2 separate regions of the Pan troglodytes genome follow, and region 2 is linked to region 1. A link is a contact called in public HiChIP or PLAC-seq data. All regions are on one chromosome and are shown on one strand. The core of a region is the stretch at or near the end of the contact, and the rest is flanking DNA. Distances in the headings are between cores, read along the strand shown.

Evidence for each region. HiChIP or PLAC-seq counts read pairs in DNA pulled down with a chosen protein or histone mark.
Region 2: a contact with region 1 is called in an H3K4me3 HiChIP or PLAC-seq map of stem cell-derived excitatory neurons, with 3 times the contacts expected there. The contact joins the promoter of INO80 here to the promoter of VPS18 in region 1. A contact is called at or near these places in 1 of 7 Hi-C or Micro-C datasets (stem cell-derived neural progenitor cells) and 1 of 1 datasets of contacts at active chromatin or transcription factors (stem cell-derived excitatory neurons).

The regions. Positions count from the first base shown.
Region 1 is chr16:32,859,125-32,866,249 of NHGRI_mPanTro3-v2.0_pri, forward strand. It overlaps VPS18 (VPS18 core subunit of CORVET and HOPS complexes), which reads left to right and starts at 4,645. Exons shown (of 5, transcript XM_523187.7): 1 at 4,645-6,714. The coding sequence starts at 6,624.
Region 2 is chr16:33,082,030-33,089,154 of NHGRI_mPanTro3-v2.0_pri, forward strand. It overlaps INO80 (INO80 complex ATPase subunit), which reads right to left and starts at 4,716. Exons shown (of 36, transcript XM_510320.6): 1 at 4,409-4,716.

The DNA.
Region 1 (7,125 bases), core at 3,395-5,894:
CAGGAAGTGGAGGTTGCAGTGAGCCGAGATTGCACCATAGCACTCTAGCCTGGGCAACAGATCAAGACTCCATCTCAAAAATAAATAAATAAATAAAAGTTAGGTGAATGTGTTCTCACTCTCTCAAAACATATTATTCTATTATCCACACCTATTTCAGACTGCTATTGACTGCAGGCAACTGAAAGCCCAGAAAGCAAAACTACAGATAAGGGGGAACTGCTGTACTTCAAATGGACACAGGCATCAATGAAAGAGCCTCCGGCAGGGCGCAGTGGCTGATGCCCGTAATCCCAGCACTTTGGGAGGCCAAGGCGGGCAGATCACAAGGTCAGGAGATCGAGACCATCCTGGCCAACATGGTGAAACCCGTCTCTACTAAAAATACAAAAATTAGCTGGGCGTGGTGGTGCGCCCTTGTAGTCCCAGCTACTCACGAGGCTCAGGCAGGAGAATTACTTGAACCAGGGAAGCAGAGGTTGCAGTGAGCCAAGATTGCACCACTGCACTCCAGTCTGGTGACAGAGCCAGACTCCGTCTCAAAAAAATAATAATAATAAATAAAATAAAATAAAAAAGAGAGACTCTAGTGGCCCAAACAGGAACAATCTGAGTAATAATATAAAGTAGTATTGGTGGGTTCTGGAAGTTAAAAATAAATAAATAAAAATAGACCTGGAGCGGTGGCTCATGCCTGTAAACCCAGTACTTTGGGAGGCCAAGGTGAGTGGATCACTTGAGGTCAGGAGTTCGAGACCAGCCTGGCCAACATGGTGAAACCCCGTCTCTACTAAAAATACAAAAATTAGTCAGGTGTGGTGGCACACGCCTGTAATCCCAGCTACTTGGGAGGCTGAGACAGGAGAATTGCTTGAACCCAGGAGGCGGGGGTTGCTGTGAGCCGAGATTGCACCACTGCACTCCAGCCTGGCCAACAGAGTGAGACTCAGTCTCAAAAAAAGAATAAATAATAAATAAATAAAAAGGGAAAAAAGAAAAAAATGTCCATAATTCTCTACTGATATAAATAAATAGGAAAGGGGTGAAAAAAAAACACTACATTTGAGAATCCTGAAGAACACTCCTTCAGCCAGGTAATCAAGAGTAAGATCAATAGTGTTAAGTCAAGCTGATATGCACCTTCATTTAGTATGATGAGAATGTAGTGTGGAATGCTGGATGAGATCCTGTTCCAGAAAAAGGGCATTCAAACTAAGGGCTGGGCACGTTGGCTCACACCTGTAATCCCAGCACTTTGGGAGCCCAAAGCAGGCAGGTAGCTTAAGCTTAGAAGTTCAAGACCAGCCTGGGCAACATGGGAAAACCATCTCTCTACAAAAAAAATACAAAAATTAGCTGGGCATGGTGGTGTGCACCTGTAGTCCACGCTACTTGAGGGGCTGAGGCAAGAGGATCGCTTGAGCCCAGGAGGTCAAGGCTGTCAGGCCGGTCCTGGTAGCTCACACCTGTAATTCCAGCACTTTGGGAGGCCGAGGCGGGTGGATCGCCTGAGATCAGGAGCTCAAGACCAGCCTGGCCAACATGGTGAAACCCCATCTCTACTAAAAATACAAAAATTAGTTGGGCATGGTGGCACATGCCTGTAATCCCAGCTACTCGGGAGGCTGAGGCAGGAGAATCGCTTGAACCTGGGAGGTGGAAGTTGCAGTGAGCCGCATCAAGCTACTGCACTCCAGGCTGGGTGACAGAGCGAGACTCTGTCTCAAAACAAAACAAAACAAAAAAAGGCTGCAGTGAGCCATGATTGAGCCAGTGCACTATAGCCTGGGCTACAGAGTGAGACCCTGTCTAAAAAGAAAGAAAGAAAAAAAAAACACTAAGGAAATTTGAATAGAGTATGAACTTTAGTTAATAATAATATGTCAATATTGGTTCATTAATTTTAACGATGGCACCATACTAATGTAAGATATTCATACTAAAGGAGACTGCACATGAGATATATAGGAACTCTCTGAACTATCTTCTCAATTTTTCTGTAAATTTTATTTTATTTTATTTATTTATTTTTTTGAGACAGAGTCTCACTCTGTCGCCCAGGCTGGAGTGCAGTGGCACGATCTTGGCTCACTGCAAGCTCCGCCTCCCGGGTTCACGCCATTCTCTTGCCTCAGCCTCCTGAGCAGCTGGGACTACAGGCGCCCGCCACCACGCCCGGCTAATTTTTTTTGTATTTTTAGTAGAGACAGGGTTTCACCATGTTAGACAGCATGGTCTCGATCTCCTGACCTTGTGATCCGCCCGCTTCGGCCTCCCAAAGTGCTGGGATTACAGGCGTGAGCCACTGCGCCCGGCCTGTAAATTTTAAATTATTTCAAACAGAAAATCTTTTTTTTTTTTTTTTTAATAGAGACAAGTTCTCACTATGTTGCCCAGGCTAGTCTTGAACTCCTGGACTCAAGTGATCCTCCTGCCTCAGCCTCCCAAACTGCTGGGATTACAGGGGTGAGCCACTGCACCCAACCAGAAAATTTATTTTTAATTAAGTCAATTAAATCATTCCTTTTAATCTTGGTCTTAACTAAGTCAACAATTACTACTGGTAGTTAACTTGTATAGAGCATTTTGTATTGAGGCACAGCTTTGGGTGATTTGCATAATATGCTATTATACTCACAATACTCACCTTACAAATATAGAAACTGAGACATGAGAGAGCTCATTCATGCAACTTTTAACAACTGTTTATGAGTGAGTTAGTGAGTGTCCTGGAAGAGTTTGCCCATGGTCTGGGCTCCTCCAGGGAGTGCCCTGCAGTTGTCTCATGTGCCACTGTCCAGGCTGAGCTCAATCAAGTGACCCTACCCCTCTTCACCGGGATCCTCCTCCTTGACCATTATGTCACTGCCACCATCTGCCAGGTCTCCCCAGGAGTCATCCTGCACTCTTCTGTCACTTCTCAAATCTAACTTGACACCAAGTCCTGGGGGCCCTTCTTCGGAAAGTTCTCCCCAGCCTATGTTCTTTCTCCTGTTTGGGTCCTCACTGCTTCTCCTTTGCCTCTGCTCGGGTCTCATCTGCTCTGAGGGGATCTCCACCTAAGCCACCACCCATTTTTCCAGAACCCACATCATATACTCTCTCAACCCCAACCAAAACCTTCCCATGGCCCATTGAATAACTTTGCAACCTGGCCACAGCCCGCCTCATTCCCTCCACTCCCTAGCACTCCAGCGTTGTACCCCAAAATCACACTGCTTGCAGGCCATTGCTGTTTTCTTTTCCTTTCCTTTCCTTTTTCCTTCCTTCTTTGCTTTCTGTTTTTCTTTTTTTGAGGCAGAGTCTCACTCTGTCACCCAGGCTGTAGTGTAGTGGCACAACCTTGGTTCACTGCAACCTCTGCCTCCCAGGTTGAAGCGATTCTCCTGCCTTAGCCTCCCGAGTAGCTGGGACCACAGGCATGCACCACCACACCTGGCTAGTTTTTGTATTTTTAATAGAGATGGGGTTTTGCCATGTTGGCTAGGCTGGTCTCAAACTACTGGACTCAAGTGATCCTCCCACCTTAGCCTCCCAAAGTGCTGGAATTACAGGTGTGAGCCACCGTGCTCAGCCCTGCTCTTGGTTTTCTTGAGGACTGCATAATACCTTCTCTTTTTGCCCTTAGAGGTCCTACATGCTCTTCAAGTCTTAGGTCAAATTCAACTGCTTTCTTACACAGATCCTCTCTCTCATTGGCTTAGCAGTCACCTGTTACCTGTCTCATGGTAACTGCTACAATGACTCTGAGGACTAGAGGCTGGTGCGTATGTCTCTAGCTGTGAGTTCCCTAAGGCACCTCTGTATCTTCATGCTCAGAAATCACTGGGTTATTTCCTGCAGTTTCTATCAAAGCAAAATGTCCACACTGCATCATTAGGGGCCCCCAAATGGCCAGAATAAGAAAAGCCAGCTGGGTGCAGTGGCTCGCACCTGTAATCCCAGCTACTGGGAAGGCTGAGACAGGAGAATGGTTTGAGCCCAGGTGTTTAGATGAGCTATGATCACATCACTGCACTCCAGCCTGGGTGACAGAGCAAGATCCCATCTCTAAAAAGAGTTCTGAGGGATCCAGAGAGGCTTCAGGAAGGAGGAGGACTTGAGAGAGACTGTCAGATGAAAGTCACATTTAGAGTTTATTAAGCACATGCTCCATGTTGGGCATTATACTATAGCAGTGAGCTTTCACGTGGATCCCTCATTTACTTCTCAGCACAGACCTACTAGGTAGGTATTTGTCTCTGTAGATGAGGAAACTGAAGCTAAGAGCATCAACTGTGCAGTGTCACAGCTAGCAAGTGGCTGGGCAGGGATAAGAGATACAGCTTGCCCTTGGAGATCATACATGCACTTCAAGTCTTGGGTCAAATTCAGCTGCTTTCATACAGGAATCCTCTCTTTTGATGCCCTAGCAGTCATCCCTTACCTGTCTCATTGCAACTGCCACACTGATTCTGTGGCTCTCAAAGAATCCAAAGTCCAGCCTAAGAACTGAAGAAACAGTAGGTGGAAATGCACTGTGGTAATCAACGCATAAGGGAGACTGTACTGAGTCTGCCACAAACAGGGTCCACCCAGGCCTATCCCATACATCCCGGAGAGCCATGGAGCCCAACAATGGGGTGCTGGGGTCCCTGAGGCCATAGCTGGAAGTACTCTGTGTCCCTAAGGCAGCACTCCTATGCTGACCTCCAACTGCTAATGGGCTCCGTGCAGCAGGGACAACCCTCTGCACAGTCCAGACCTGAGGGCAGATGGCAGGTGACCTGGGGGTGAAGTGTTATGTATGGAGCAGGGCAGCTCCCTGTCTGGGATCACTTTTCTTAGAGGAAGCCTCCTGCCTATTGTCCTGCTCCTGCACTTCCCTCCTCGGACCTGGCAACCTCAGGTGGGAAGGCTGCATTGAGGCTGCAGGCTTGGTCAAGAGAAGCAGGACCCTGGTGCGAAGGGAAATGAGCCTGGACGGCATACCTGTCACCTGCCCCAGGACTAGTGCCCCTCCAAGCCAGAGAGCCCAGATAGCCCTCAGTGGGGCTGGTGAGAGTCACAGTTCTCCGCACGTGGCCAGGAAGTTGAGCAAGAGTAACCCAACCACATAAGGTATGGTGCAAACCTGGAAACTTCTGAGAGCAAAGGGATGCTCTTAGTTGTTAGGCGGGGGCCGCCCAGCAGAGCCAGGACGGTGGCCACCCTAGTCTAGAGCCTTCCACTTTAGCAAGGTAGAATCCAAGGGCCCCAGAAGGGAACAGACTCCATCTGGGTCGCCTAAGCAGGTGAGAGAGGAAAACCCAACCACAGTCGCGCCCCAGCCCTCGCAGGTCCCTGGCTGAGGACTCCCCTCTCCACCTCAGGCTGGGCGGCCCACGCCTTCACGCTTGCTCCCACTTGTCCCTCGTTCTTGCTAGGCTTGGCAGGTATTTGTTCCCCGCTCCTTCACGCTCTCAGTGCCGTGGCCACGTCGCTGGGTACGCCCCACCAGGCAAGAGACATTTTCCGTCTTGTTCTCTGCCACGTCCCCAGAGCCTGGAACAGTGCTTGGCACAGAGTGGACGCTCATTCGTGGAGTAAGTGCCTGATGGATAATCCATCACTTGCTTTTCTAGTATGAATGGTCTGTTTACGGGTCCAGCGCCCCTGCTGGCTTACGACCTTTTCCAGGGCGGGGAGGGGCTGTCCTCATCTCTGTGACCCCAGCGCTCAGCCCAAGGCCTGGCACAGAGTAAGTGCTCAACCACATTTTGGTGAATGAGTGAATGGAAGCGGCCCAGCAACCCTGAGCCAAGGAGCCACTGTGGGGCAGGTCAGGGCGGTTCCTGGCACAGGGCTTCCCACTAGCCTGGCCACCAGCTCTGCGGTCTCCTGGAAGCTGGGGGGCGTTTGGGTAAGGGAGAAGAGTGGCCAGGACTTGTCTGCGTGTGCCCTGTGACGGTGGGATAGAGACAGCGATTGGATTGAGGAACGGGAGGTTCCCCGAGGCCGTTTAGAGAGGCGGGAGCGGGAGCTGGTCAGGGAGGCTGGACAGACCACCCGAGGGAGCGGAGCTTGGGCACGAAAGCCAAAACTGGGCGGCGCGGGGCGGGTGGGGAAGGCCGGCTGAGAAAGCCGGGATTGCCTCCTGGTGTCAAAGCTCGGAACTGCAGCAGGATCCTGGGGGCGGGGCTTGTGTTCAGCAGCACTCGCCACGCGCCCAGCCCTCAGCCCTCGTCTCGCCTTCTGCTGGCTGGCCTGGCGACGTTGTGCGCCAGCGTACGCGGGGCTCTGAGAACCCGGAAGTTACGTTTTAGGCCCGCGTCACGGGGGCGGGAGTCAGCTGAGCTGCCGGGGCGAGGTTGGGATCACCTGGCACCGGCTGAAGGGAGCCTGTGATTTTTTTGTAGCGGGGGCGGGGAGTAGGGTGCAAGACTGCGCCAGATTCAAGGACGAGGGCTGCCCTATTATCTCGCTGCATAAGGCAAGAGCAAGAGGATCCTCAGGATTTTAAAGAGGAGGCGACGGCTGCAGGTTCCCAGGATCTGTCAGAGGCTGGGGAGTTACAGCTTCCATTCTGGGGCGACGGGGACCCCGGGGGGGTAGCCCTTTTGTAATCCCCAGGCCCCGGACAAAGAGCCCAGAGGCCGGGCACCATGGCGTCCATCCTGGATGAGTACGAGAACTCGCTGTCCCGCTCGGCCGTCTTGCAGCCCGGCTGCCCTAGCGTGGGCATCCCCCACTCGGGTAAGGAAGAGGAGGGTGCCGCTGCCCCTTTCGGCTCTCCTAGCATTTGCGTGGGAGCAGCGAGGAGGGCAGCTCCAAGAGCTCGGGGTCATCCCCTGGGCCGTGCCTTCCGGGTCTAGGCCCCTGATTCTCCTCAGGCTCTCTTGGCCCCCAGCTGGTGGATAGTCGAAGTTTGAAAGAGCAACGGGAGCTGCCGCGTGATCTAGGCTCTACCGCTAGGGTCCTTTTGAGAGGGAATTGGGGCCCAGATAAGGAATTACTCACCTACAGGGCGCAGTTGGGCTGTTGGGAGAACTTAGAATGGGCTCCCGGCTTCTGCTGATGCTTTTCCCACCAGGCCCTTTCTGGAGGTGGGAGGGAAGGAATGGACAAAGAAAGTGGTGAAGGCGGAGTATTGCAGAGGAAGAAGGG
Region 2 (7,125 bases), core at 3,466-5,965, 220 kb after region 1:
GGGAGGCTAAGGTGGGCGGATCACGAGGTCAGGAGTTTGAAACCAGCCTAGCTAACATGGTGAAATCCTGTCTCTACCAAAAATACAAAAATTAGCCGGGCGTGGTGGCGCACGACTGTAATCCTAGCTACTCGGGAGGCTGAGGCAGGAGAATCACTTGAACCCGGGAGGCGGAGGTTGCAGTGAGCTGAGATCGCGCCACTGTACTCCAGCCTGGGCTACAAGAGCAAAACTCTGTCTCAAGAAAAAAAAAAAAAAAAAGTTTTTGCGGGGAGGAGGGAAAAAAAAACCTCTTGCCCAACAGAATAGGTGTCTTCAGACTACAAAGCCGTCCAAGATACATTAAAAAATGTTAAGAACCTTGCTCTGGAGGGAATAGCTCTGTTGCCCAGGCTGGAGTGCAGTGGCACAATCAGGGTTCACTGTAGCCTCAACCTCCCAGGCTCAACCAAACCTCCCATCTCAGCTTTCCAAGTAGCTGAACTATAGGCACACGCCACCCTAGTCCAAAAATTTTATTTTCTGTAGAGATGAGGTCTCCCTATATTGACCAGGCTGGTCTCAAGCTCCTCAAGCTCATGTGATCCTCCCTCCTCTGCCTCCCAAAGTGCTGGGATTACAGGTGGAAACCACTACGCCTGGCCGAAAATACTCTTCAAAATATTTTTGGGGAAGGCAGAAGGACTATAACAAAAATAGAATAGTGGTTCTGTCATTTACTGGCTATGTGATTTAACTTGGTTTCAATTTTCTCATCTGTAAAATGAGAATTACTACCAAGAAGTTTCATGAAAATTAAAATAATATATAAACTATCTACCATACTGACTGACTCACAAGAGTTGTCTGATATTAGTGCCTATGCCCTTCTCATTCTCTATATGCTATAGCCTATCATATCAAGATTTTGATACTTTAGATCCAACTTTAAAACTTTTCAACTGTTAGCTGGACACAGTGGCTCACGCCTGTAATCCCAGCACTTTGGGATGCCAAGGCAGGCAGATCACAAGGTCAAGAGATCAAGACCATCCTGGCCAAACATGGTGAAACCCCATCTCTACTAAAAATACAAAAATTAGCCAGGCGTGTTGGCATGCGCCTGTAGTCCCAGCTACTTGGGAGAATGAAGCAGGAGAATTTCTTGAACCCAGGAGGCAGAGGGTGCAGTGAGCCTAGATCGTGCCACTGCATTCCAGCCTGGCGACAGGGCAAGACTCCATCTCAAAAAAAAAAAAAAAAAAAAACTTTTCAACTGTTTTCCTACAAAAACTTAGTCTCCTATTAACCCCAACCCACTTTGTCCACTCTAAAATCCACTGCATCCTAGCGTTTATATTTCATGTGTATTTTGTTGTTGTTGTTGTTGAGCCAGCTCGGGCTGTGTTGCCCAGGCTGGAGTGCAGTGGCTCGATCTCGGCTCACTGCAATCTCTGCCTCCTGGGCTCAAGCCATCCTCTCACCTCAGCATCCCAAGTAGCTGGGACTACAGGTGCACATCACCATGCTTAGCTAATTTTTGTATTTTCTGTAGAGACAGGGTTTTGCCATGTTGCCCATGCTGATTTCAAACTCCTGAGCTCAAACGATCCGCCTGCCTCAGCCTCCCAAAGTGCTGGGATTACAGGTGTGAGCCACCAAGCCTAACCTATTTAATGTGAATTTGTATGTTGGCATATAAAATCCCCTAGCCAGTTTTGTTTTGTTTTTTTGAGACAGAGTTTTGCTCTCATTGCACTCCACTGGAGTGCAGTGGCTCAATCTCGGCTCACTGCAACCTCCGCCTCCCGGGTTCAAGAGATTCTCCTGCCTCAGCCTCCTGAGTAGCTGGGATTACAGGTGCGCGCCACCATGCCCAGCTAATTTTTTGTATTTTTGGTAGAGTCAGAGTTTCACCATGTTGGCCAGGCTGGTTTCGAACTCCTGACCTCAGGTGATCCACCTGCCTCAGTCTCCCAAAGTGCAGGGATTACAGGCATGAGCCACCGCACCCGGCCAACAAACTTTCATTAAGTGAACCTCTAACACCACAGCTTATAATTAGTTTTGTTTTGTTTTTAGAGACAGGGTCTCGCTCTCCACCCAGGCTTGAGTGCGCTGGCACAATCATAGCTCACTAGGGACTCAAGTGATCCTCTTGCCTCCTGAGTAACTGGGACTACAGGCTTGAGACACCATGCCCAGCAGAATAGCTCTCGATTTGTTGCTTTGGCTTAATCACATTTCCACCTTGATGTACTCAAAATGTTTTTATTAGTCATAAACTTTTCTAATCACATTTGTGCTCACTACAATTATTTCCTATCACAATTTACAGACTTTCAAAAATTGATTTGGTTTCTACTGAAATAAAACGTAGAGGAAAAGAACACAGTAAGCTAAAATGATGGAATTCAATCCCTTAAAAACAAAATTCAGCCGGGCACGGTGGCTCACGCCTGTAATCTCAGCACTTTGGGAGGCCAAGGTGGGTGGATCACGAGGTCAGGGGCTCGAGACCAGCCTGACCAACATGGTGAAACCCCGTCTCTACTAAAAATACAAAAATTAGCTGGGCGTGGTGGCGGGCGCCTGTAATACCAGCTACTCAGGAGGCTGAGGCAGGAGAATTGCTTGAACCCGGGAGGCGGAGGCTGCAGTTAGCCAAGATCACGCCACTATACTCCAGCCTGGGCGACAGAGCCAGACTCTGTCTCAAAAAACAAAACAAAAAAAAACACATTCATTTTAAAGTCTAGAAGGTATGCAACTTTTACCACACATAATGATCTCAAATTGTTTTATAGGAGGAGGAGCTTGGAAATTTCAAACATAAAATGCAACTAGAACAGAATATTATTTGGCATTAAAAGCAAATGAGGCCATGTGCGGTGGCTCATGCCTATAATCCCAGCACTGTGGGAGGCCAAGGCAGGCGGATCACTTGAGGTCAGGAGTTCGAGACCGGCCTAGCCAACATGGTGAAACCCCGTTTCTACTAAAAATACAAAAATTAGCCGGGTGTGGTGGCAGCCGCCTGTAATCCCAGCTACTCGGGAGGCTGAGGCACGAGAAGTGCTTGAACCTGGGAGGCGGAGGTCGCAGTGAGTCGGGACCCCGCCACTGCACTCCAGCCTGGACGACAGAGCGAGACTCAGTCTCAAAAAAAAAAAAAAAAAAAAAGGAATTAAGTACTGATACGTGCTACAACACGGATGAACCTTGAAAACACCATGTTAAGTGAAACAAACTAGGCAAAGAAAGATACATATGTTTCTTTTTTTAGGTAAATTTAGGCAAAAAATATATTAATAGTTACCTGAGGCTGGAGGGAGGGGGAATGGGGAGTGACTGCTAAATGGCTTCTAGAGATTCTCTTTTAGGGTGATGAATTAAATAGTGGTTGATGGCTACAGAATTTAATAAATATAGTTTTAGAAAATTACTTAATTATACGCTTTAAAAAGCGGAATTTTTTGGTATTTGAATCATATTTCAATAAAGCTACTATTTAATTTAAGTTGCCACTGAAAAGCCACAATAATTTTGTTGTGGAGGAAATAATGAAAGTCACTGACTGGAAAAGTAACCTGTGACGTTAGCCAGGTCAACCTCCAAATTCCTTCCCCCATTTCTAACAAGTACATCAAACTAGAGACAGTGTGTGAATCAAAGAATTCCAGGCACAGTTGGCTGTTAACTAGAATAGTAAGTGGCTTCCTAGGCTGTCATTCCTAAACTGTAGGGGGCTTCTAGCCTCGGAGATTACGGAAGTAGTACTTTTCATTAGCGAGCTCAAGAAGGAATGTCAAAATAGGATGACACTTTCCTAGTCGCTATGTAAAAACCTAAAAAACCAGAAGAGGTGTCATCTAGACACTCCCAAGTCTATGCAGGTGTCAGCCTGCCCCCACCCAACACCAGCCAGCAGCGTGCACCATTCAACCGTATCTCAACTTGCCCCTTACAAAATGACACACTAACAAGCCCTTAGATCTCATTTGTTTAAAATGACAGATATACAACCTTCACGGGGTTCCCACTCAAGGCCTTCCAGCCTCCGCCCTGCCCCTGCCCACCCCCAAACCTACACACGTGTTAGCCCGACACCGCCCCACCGGGTCCCACGTGCACCTGATCTAACACACTCCCCACGTGTGGGCGCCCCACGGGCTTCCTCAGGTGGCTGAGGTCACCGCATGACCCCGGGTCTCCAGAGATATGAAACGGGAAGGACAAGGCCCTAGTCCCTGAGGTCCCAACCCTGCGGGGAGTGTCCACACCCATCCTCCATACTAACCCCAACAAATCCAAGGGCCGGGGGCGACGGCCCCTTTAAGACGCGGCCCAGTTGTCGCCCGCAGAGAGGGGCGCAACAAGACCTACACAACCCCCACTCCGTTCGCCCGCCCACGTCTAGTTGCCTCACCTCGGGCCGCCTGGCCCCGCCGCCGCGACGGCGGCGGAGGGGGGGCGGGGTGCGGGCGGGGTCCGGAGGGGGGGGTCGCCCCGCCGACGGTGGAGCCGCGGTTCGCTCTCTGAGGCCGTGGGACGGTGACTGCGTTGGGCGTGGACGCTCCTAGCTCGCTCCCTCCGCGGCTCCTGGGACCCCAAGATGGCGGCGGCGCTGAGGCGGCTGCGGGCGCTGGGCCGGCGGCGGCGGCGGCCACTTTCACTCACTGAGAGGAGCGGAGCAGGGACACGGGGAGCCATGGCGGGGGGGAGGAGAGGCGCCATAGCCAGGCCAGAACAATCGAGCCGCTACACGGGTGGCTTACCCCCACCCCGCCCACACTCACTGCTCATCCCCTGCCCGTGGCCACCCGTAGTGCCGCTGCCGTCGGCCTCGCGCAGCTCGCACCCCGCCGCTGCCACCTGACGCCCCGTGCGAACCGGGGTTCGAGGGGAGACCCTGATCCATGCCATCTGAGTACAGATTGGTCGGGACTGGGACTGGCGAAGATTGCCGAAAGGCGGCGGGGAGGAGGAGGAGGATGTCATCGCTACAGTGAGCAAGCAGATCTCGCAGGAGAAAATGTCGCGAGAGCTTTCCAGGCCCGCAACCGCCGATGCAAGGTTACTTTTCCCGGAAGTAACGTCAATCGAAACCGCCCGGGATCCTGGGATATTTGTTCCCGCAGGCTAGAAGTGGGAAGGTGCAGCCAAGTTGATAAGATCTCTTTAGGGGAAGGAGAGGCTCGCAGCTGGTATTTTGTTACTAGTTTCTGACCCCTTTGGATGGGGTTGTAGATTGTCGGGGAAGTGCCTGGTGTGTAGTTCGACTACTATACAGTTATTAGTTTGGGGCTCCCATTTAGACTCTGGGAGCAAGAACGCTATAGGTTAGGTAGGACAGCATAGTTAGATAAGATGTCTATGTGAAGGTTGTGGGATACAAGGACTTGGGAACACGCAGACCTGTTATCGGAAATGCCAGCCTGTTCTCACATCCACACAGTGTGCCTCTGAAAAGCGAATAATTGCTTTTACCTGTGCCAATTCTACAATTTGAGTCCACCGCCACCCACATTTACTAAACTTGGGGTCTCGCTATGTTGCCCAGTCTACTGGGCTGGTTCCCAGTCTCCTGGCCTGAAGTGATCCTCCTGCCTGGAAGGATCACCTCAGGCCAAACGTCTCAGAGCAGTCCATCAGACTGGTCAACATAGCGAGACCCCGTCTCTACAAAAAAGACAACATAATAAATGTAATCGACCCAACTACCAGGATGTGTGGTGAGAATTGCCTAGGGTAAGGCCTAGGTGTAGATAAGAATTAGAACTTACTGAAAGTTAAATATGCTGTTAATTCAGTTCCTTTGGGTCTCATTCTTTAATCCATTTTAACCTGGCCCTTAGCATTTAACTAAAAAGTACTTTATTAAGGTCATCAAGTAGCCTTCTTGTGCTGAGTTAACTGACCTTTAAAAAGTTAAATTTGTGGCAGCGTGCAGTGCCACACGCCTGTAATCCCAGCACTTTGGGAGGTCAGGTGGGCGAATCACCTGAGGTCAGGAGTTTGAGACCAGCCTGACCAATATGGTGAAACCCCATCTCTACTAAAAATACAAAAATTAGCCGGGCGTGGTGGCGGGTGCCTGTAGTCCAGCTACTTGGGAGCCTGAGGCAGGAGAATCGCTTGAACCTGGGAGGCGGAGGTTACAGTGAGCCGAGATCGCACCATTGCACTCCAGCCTGGGCAGCAAGAGCGAAATTCCGTATCAAAAAGAAAAAAAAAAATCCATCTCAAAAAGAAAAAGTTACATTTCCAAGCCAGGCGCGGTAGCTCACGCGTGTAATCCCGGCACTTTGGGAGGCTGAGGCGGATGGATCACTTGAGGTCGGGAGTTTGAGACCAGCCTGGCCAACATGGTGAAACCTCGTCTCTACTGAAGAAAAAAAAAAAAGATTAGCCGGGCGTGGTGGCGGGCACCTGTAATCCCAGCTACTCGGGAGTCTGAGGCAGGAGAATCTCTTGAACCTGGGAGGCAGGGGTTGCAGTGAGCCGAGACTGAGCCACTGTACACCCTGGGACAGAGCGAGACTCTGCCTCAAGAAAAAAAAACAAGAGTTAAATTTGCTTGAATGCATGGCCAGGCACGGTGGCTCACGCCTGTAATCCCAGTACTTTGGGAGGCCTAGGCAGGCAGATCACGAGGTCAGGAGTTTGAGACCAGCCTGACCAACCTTGAAACCCTGTCTCTACTAAAAATACAAAAATTAGCTGGGCATGATGGCGCGCGCCTGTAATCCCCCCAGCTACTCAGGAGGCTGAGGCAGGGGAATCGCTTGAACCCCGGAGGCGGAGGTTGCAGTGAGCGGAGATCTAGCCATTGCACTCCAGCCTGGGCAACAGAGTAAGACTGTCTTTAAAAAAAAAATGCTTAAAGGCAAAAGTATGATATATAATTGGCCCTTATATCTGCGGGTTCAATATCCATGGATTCAACCAACAGCAAATCAAAAATACTCAAAAAATAGGCTGGGCTCAGTGGCATACACCTGTAATCCCCAGCACTTTGAGAGGCTGAGCCAAAGTGTCACTTGAAGCCAGGAGTTACAGATTGGCTTGGGCAACAAAAGAAGACCCCATTTCTACCAAATGTTCAAAAAATAAATAACTCATTTCAAAATACACTATAATTAT